Linked DNA regions of Mus musculus: region 2 is linked to region 1. Evidence: chromatin contacts called from public HiChIP or PLAC-seq data. All regions are on one chromosome and are shown on one strand. Each heading gives the region's core, a stretch centred on a gene start, on an enhancer-like site or on the middle of the called end of the contact. The rest is flanking DNA. Distances are from core to core; before and after follow the strand shown. Region 1 holds the start of Lbh (limb-bud and heart). Region 2 overlaps Lclat1 (lysocardiolipin acyltransferase 1).

Evidence for each region. HiChIP or PLAC-seq counts read pairs in DNA pulled down with a chosen protein or histone mark.
Region 2: an H3K4me3 HiChIP or PLAC-seq map of the SCID.adh cell line shows a contact between it and region 1, with 11 read pairs. The contact joins the enhancer-like site here to the promoter of Lbh in region 1. A contact is called at or near these places in 8 of 39 promoter capture datasets (3T3-L1-derived adipocytes, the C10 cell line, the HPC-7 cell line and 5 more), 1 of 15 datasets of contacts at CTCF or cohesin (large pre-B cells), 6 of 484 Hi-C or Micro-C datasets (CD8 T cells, the HPC-7 cell line, Th17 cells and 2 more), 15 of 115 datasets of contacts at active chromatin or transcription factors (DN3 thymocytes, the HPC-7 cell line, the NIH/3T3 cell line and 12 more) and 2 of 9 other capture datasets (adipose tissue and liver).

The regions. Positions count from the first base shown.
Region 1 is chr17:72,916,881-72,920,027 of GRCm38.p6, reverse strand. It overlaps Lbh (limb-bud and heart), which reads right to left and starts at 1,723. Exons shown (of 3, transcript NM_029999.4): 1 at 1,450-1,723. The coding sequence starts at 1,475. Gm30375 (predicted gene, 30375) reads left to right here and starts at 1,873. Exons shown (of 2, transcript NR_168598.1): 1 at 1,873-3,147.
Region 2 is chr17:73,141,654-73,144,545 of GRCm38.p6, reverse strand. The region is part of intron 1 of Lclat1 (lysocardiolipin acyltransferase 1); the gene reads right to left. Among named protein-coding and RNA genes, the nearest start is that of Lclat1, 35 kb to the right of the region's middle. Within about 2 kb of position 1,430, at least 2 of the 459 cell types and tissues checked have an H3K27ac peak or open chromatin away from gene starts, as enhancers often do. A contact at or near this core is called in the SCID.adh cell line, where this site is marked.

The sequences.
Region 1 (3,147 bases), core at 474-2,973:
AAACGTTGTAGGAAGTACCAATTAACAAAATAATCATAAACCTTAATGGGTGAGTGGGGGGGCCAATGTCCCCATGGGCTTCTAACATCTCGACCTTACTACATTTTGAGCGGGGTGGGGGGTTGGGGGTGGAGCACAAGGCCTCCACCACTCTTCAAAGCCTCACCCATATGGCAACTGACTTGTCTGCACATGAGGGGGTACACAAGCTTCAGGTGTAGGGGATTTTTACTTTGTTTTGAAAGTCATTGGCCCCTCTAATCACAGTTAAACTGGGAGGGGGAGGAGAGACTAAGAAAGGGTGACTGTCATGGGGGCAAGTTTAGGGTTAGAAGCTAGACTTTAACAATTTCCTCCCTAGTCTGGAAAAGCTGCCTCCAATCCCTGAAAGAAGAGAGTCAATAGCATTACAGGGTTAAGACCAGGGTCGTCGTCTCCTGTAGCGGCGTCTGTTCCTTTTTGGAACTGTGGCGCGGGCCCAAAAAGTTAAACTGAGAAACACGAACTTTCAGAGTTCCTGGGCTAAGCAGAATAGCGCCGCTCTCCCCGGGTTCAGACCTTGCATTGGACCCGGGTCTGGCTCTCCAAGGCTGGCACCTGCGAGCGCGCTCCAGGACCACGGGTGCTCGCCTCCCTGTAGCGCCCCTCCTCTACACCACAGCAGGAAGGAAGAAGCAGCTGGCGCGCACGTCCCAGCAGCTAGGGGCCTGTCCCCCATCCTTCTCGGCTCTGATCCTCCACACCCGATCTTCCCCGGCTGCAGGCAAATCTCTGCAGCCCCCGACTCAGCAGTGGCCGGCTTCTTCCAATCTGGCACTGGGAGAGCTTGCTCCTTCCTAGCCCCGGCCCTCCACAAAGGCGCGTTGGATTTAAGGGACAACGGAGAGGGCAGGGGTTGTGAGGGTGTAGTTTGCACCCTGATGCTTGTGGCTTGTTTGTGCGGAGAGCGTCTCCCCAGCATCCTCCCTCCCCCAGAAGCTCTGCAAACCCAGCGGCTGCACCAGCTCGGCCCCTCTGCAGCCATCCTCGACGCCGAGACTTGCGTGCAAACAAAAAGGAGAAGGGGAGGGGCCCGGGAAACCGGAGCCCCCTGCACCAAGCAGGACTCATCTCCTGTGGCCCTCAGCGGACAGGGTTTCCTTAGGGGGCTTCAGGTGGGACCCCAGGTTCTCCCCACCCAACGCCACCATATCCACGCCCTCTGGCCGCCACTTAAGTGAAGGTTCCGAGTTCACTTCCTTTGTCTGGATGCTCTCAGCACCGCCTCCCCCAACCTCCAGCTTTGCAACCTTGACGTCGACTCCTGCAGGGGCTGAGGCTGGCGGGTTAACCCGCACTGGGTGTCCGTGCCACTCTCCGGCCTCGTACCCGGAGCCGGCACTAGGAGGCTGCCGGGCTGCGCAGCCACCCGGGTTAAACTGGCGGCCGCCAAAGGCGCAGGATACTCACCAGTGAATGGGGAAATATACAGACATGAAGTCCTAGGGGAGGCTGACCCACGCCCTTGTGATTAAGAAAAACAAAACAAAACAAAACAAACAAACAAACAAAAAAAAACCAGTCACTGAGTCCTGAATGAGATTGGCAGGGGCGCAGAGGAGAGCAGCGGGCAGCCGAGAGCGGGTACTGGGCTAGCGCCGGTCCGCCTTCCGGAGACAGCCTCGCTGCCAACGGCGTAGGCAGTGCAGACCAAGCTCTCCGCTCTCCACCGATCTCCGGGTCCCACAAAGAGCCCGGGAAGCAGCATTTATAAGGGAGGGGCGGGGCTTGTCGGCGAGCGGCCCCGCCTCTCCTCGCCCACTCTTAGAATAACGTCACCAAAATCATGAATGGCTTCAGCGCTCATAGCTCCCGCGGGCGGCGGCGGGGACCAGCCGGGCTCTGCACCCTGCCTGAGCTGGCTCCCAGCAGCTACGAGCCCGCCCCCCTCCCCACCGTTGACACACACGCGTGTTCCCGAGCTGGAGTTCAATGTCAACGCAGCTTCCTGACCATAAATCCGCAGCGTCCGCAGCCCCCTCTCTGAACACAGGGACTCTAAGGGCTACGGGGATGGGTGGGCGTGAGGAAGGAATGGGGGCCCACGCGGGAAGAGACAGATCGCCGGGGGAGGGCGCCATTCTTCCATCCGAGCGCCCGCTGTCGGGTTCTCTGTGACTTCCACATCTCAGGACCCTTCACTGGTCATCCATGCAAAGTAGGCCTCTCTTGGACATTATCGCCTGTGGCATCCCGATCGTGGCGGGGCCGGGGGAAAAAGGAAAAGATGGGAAAGAAGGCTGCACAGCTGCGGGGCTGGAGGCACCCATGCCGGAGGGGGCATTGTTGGCTTTCTAAAAGTCTGCGGTCCTGGAGTCCATGGAGGGTTCTGTTTGTGGGAGAAAGGATGTGGTGTCTTACTAGGGTTTTTCCGTTGCGCGAGCGCGCTTGCGTGTGCACACACACACACACACACACACACACAGAGTAGCATATACGGTTTGCATTGGGAGTAGAGGGTGAGGAGAACGAGCGGAATACAAGTACACCCGGCTAGCCTTAGCTCCCAGAGCCCATCTGATAGAAAACACAGAGTTGAGAGACTGACTCCTTCATAGCCCAGGAATTGCAGTTCCGGTGTCTATCTTGGAGACTAAACTGCTGTGCAGCCCCTACAGCCAGGAAGAACGGAGTCTGACTCAGTACCCAGCGCTGCCCCGCTGTGGCCTCTGTTTCAATTACTCTTGTAAAACAGCTTCCTAACCTTGACCTATGTGCATAAAGGGACTGGGGAAAGGGAGAGCCGTGGTCGAAAACTAAACACAATTAAATGTGATTTAAAATAAGTCTGCACCCTGAAAGAAAAGCGTACTGGTTATATCCAGCAAAAAGCTGCTGGCATCAAGAGACGAGTTTTCAGTAGCAGGGGCCACGCGGATGTTGAGAAAGAGGACCTCATAATTTTCAGCATCTACTCTTTCTAAGAGCAACTTTGCAATAACTGCTTTCCCAACTATGCGTACCTATATACATCCTGAGTAAAAACTGGAGCGTCCTAAAAGAGCCGTATTTCATAAGCCCTGTAATCAGAAAAACGCAGGAGGCTGTCCTTACCCCCTTGAGACAAATGAAGCGCTGTTTGTGCTCTTCAGGACTATTCGCTTCTGC
Region 2 (2,892 bases), core at 181-2,680, 220 kb before region 1:
TTCTTGGTCATGATGTTTGTTTTTTTGTTTTTTTCCTTTTTTTTATTAGGTATTTTCCTCATTTACATTTCCAATGCTATCCCAAAAGTCCCCCATACCCTCCCTCCCACTGCCCTACCCACCCACTCCCACTTTTTGGCCCTGGCGTTAAGTTTGCAAGTCCAATGGGCCTCTCTTTCCAGTGATGGCCGACTAGGCCATCTTTTGATACATATGCAGCTAGAGTCAAGAGCTCCGGGGTACTGGTTAGTTCATAATGTTGTTCCACCTATAGGGTTGCAGATCCCTTTAGCTCCTTGGGTACTTTTTCTAGCTCCTCCATTGGGGGCCCTGTAATCCATCCAATAGCTGACTGTGAGCATCCACTTCTGTGTTTGCTAGGCCTCAGCATAGTCTCACAAGAGACAGCTCTATCTGTGTCCTTTCAGCAAAATCTTGCTAGTATATGACACGGTGTCAGCGTTTGGAAGCTGATTATGGGATGGAACCCTGGATACGGCAGGCTCTAGATGGTTCATCCTTTTGACACAGCTCCAAACTTTGTCTCTGTAACTCCTTCCATGGGTGTTTTGTTCCCAATTCTAAGGAGGGGCAAAGTGTCCACACTTTGGTCTTCATTCTTCTTGAGTTTCATGCGTTTAGCAAATTGTATCTTATATCTTGTGTATCCTAAGTCTCTGGGCTAATATCCACTTATCAATGAGTACATATTGTGTGAGTTCCTTTGTGAATGTGTTACCTCACTCAGGATGATGCCCTCCAGGTCCATCCATCTGCCTAGGAATTTCATAAATTCATTCTTTTTAATAGCTGAGTAGTACTCCATTGTGTAAATGTACCACATTTTCTGTATCCATTCCTCTGTTGAGGGGCATCTGGGTTCTTTCCAGCTTCTGGCTATTATAAAATTCAGGTGACAGCAGATGCTGGCGAGGATGTGGAGAAAGAGGAACACTCCTCCATTGTTGGTGGGATTGCAAGCTTGTACAACTACTCTGGAAATCAGTCTGGCAGTTCCTCAGAAAACTGGATATAGTACTACCAGAGGATACTGCAATACCTCTCCTGGGCATATATCCAGAAGATGTCCCAACCGGTAAGAAGGACACATGCTCCACTATGTTCATAGCAGCCTTATTTATAATGGTCATGATGTTTTATCCAGGAATAGGAACCCTGACTAAGACAATTAGCAAGCTAAAATACACTGTTACAATAGCATGAACATAAAACTCCTTTTTAGTAAGCTAAAAAAAAATGGCCTAATATATATGCTGTGTTTCTAATTATCCATTATAGGTCAGGAGGTACTATTCAGTTACCATTACAAACAGCAACAAAGATGGAGAGTGCTGGCGCCCAGAATTTGGGAGCTAATCCAGGAAGACCGCCTCAAGTCTGAAGCCAGCCCTGGCTACAGAGACGAGACCCTCAGAGGAGGGGAAGGCCGGTAAAGAAGTGAAATGGTCTTCCTGCTAAGAAAATTCAAGTATTATTCAACAATAAATGTAAGAAATCTGCGAGTAATTATTGAACACTAAAGAATATGAACATTTATAAGTATTAACGACTAATGGAATTATGAGCTGATTAAAAATAAAAGGCTAATGTGTACCCTCTAATAAAACCATGGCTCTTTAAAAAGTCAGTTCTTCCATCTTTCCCCACATACTACCACTGTCGAGTCCTGGGAACCAAGGCACTGCACAGCACACCTTAAAAGTACAAAAAACCCACAGCCTGGAAATCAACAGTGCTAATTCCACTTACTGCAGGCTTAGTGAATGGCTTCAACAAGCTGCTAAGGTTCCTCTGTTAGTCATGCATCTCTCCAGCCAGTATAAAATCAGGAGGGGCCAACTGTGCATGGAAAACATCTGCTGGTGACTTCTGCGGTTAATGGCTTCCAATGGTAGTGCTTATCTCTTATCTTATCTTGACATTGCAAACAGTTCAAGTCCTTGCAGGTGAAAGATCACACTGTGTTGAAAGGAACAACTATCTAAATCCACCACCACTATCAGTCGGTTAATGTTTAGATAATTAGTCAGGTTCTGAAAAGACTGTGCTTAAGTCAGAGTTGTGTTGGTTTTTTTTAAAAAAAAACTTAAACATATATCATTGCTATAGTGAAATATCTAAAAAGTTATTTTCACAAACAGAATTTGAGATCACTTAAACTTAGTTTACCCTGCACATTTGAGGAACTCAAATTGTATTTGATAAATAGTTCAAGTTTTAAAGTGAGGTTACTTTTTAAAATGTCTGGCAGATAAATTACTGTTCTCTCATAGAAGTGCACACAGCCGCAGTGTACTCGCTGACCACAGGTTCCTGTTGTGCTCGCACACATGTGTGCATGGGGTATACTCTGCTCATACCAATTTTAGTCATAGTAAAATTTCGCAGCTTAGATTTCAGAATAGATAGCTAAACTTTAGTTCTAGACAAGGAACTAGACCTACCTTAGAGATTTTATTCTGAACATTTCTCAAAAACAGCCATATTCTTCCCATGCTATTATCTTAAAATTACAGTAAATCAGTTAATCCCAAAGCCAACTATTATAGAATAGTGAGAAGTTGCTAAAAAATGTGAAATGGATATCTCCAAACTAGGACCACAGAACAGTGAATAAACAGACTTGAGCCTCTCCTCCTAGGACCACAGAACACAGTGAGTACACAGACTTGAGCCCCATCTCTGAAGACTACAGAACAGTGTAGACAGACTTGAACCCCACCCCCAGAGGGTACAAATCAAAACTCTTTCTAAATGAGGCATGTGCCCTCAAATGAGAAGAGTTTGGAAAGGCTGCTGTCATATGCCAACAATGCTGTCTATACTAAGAATATCTCTAGAACCCCTCTTTGGGAAATCCCTGTAGGATCT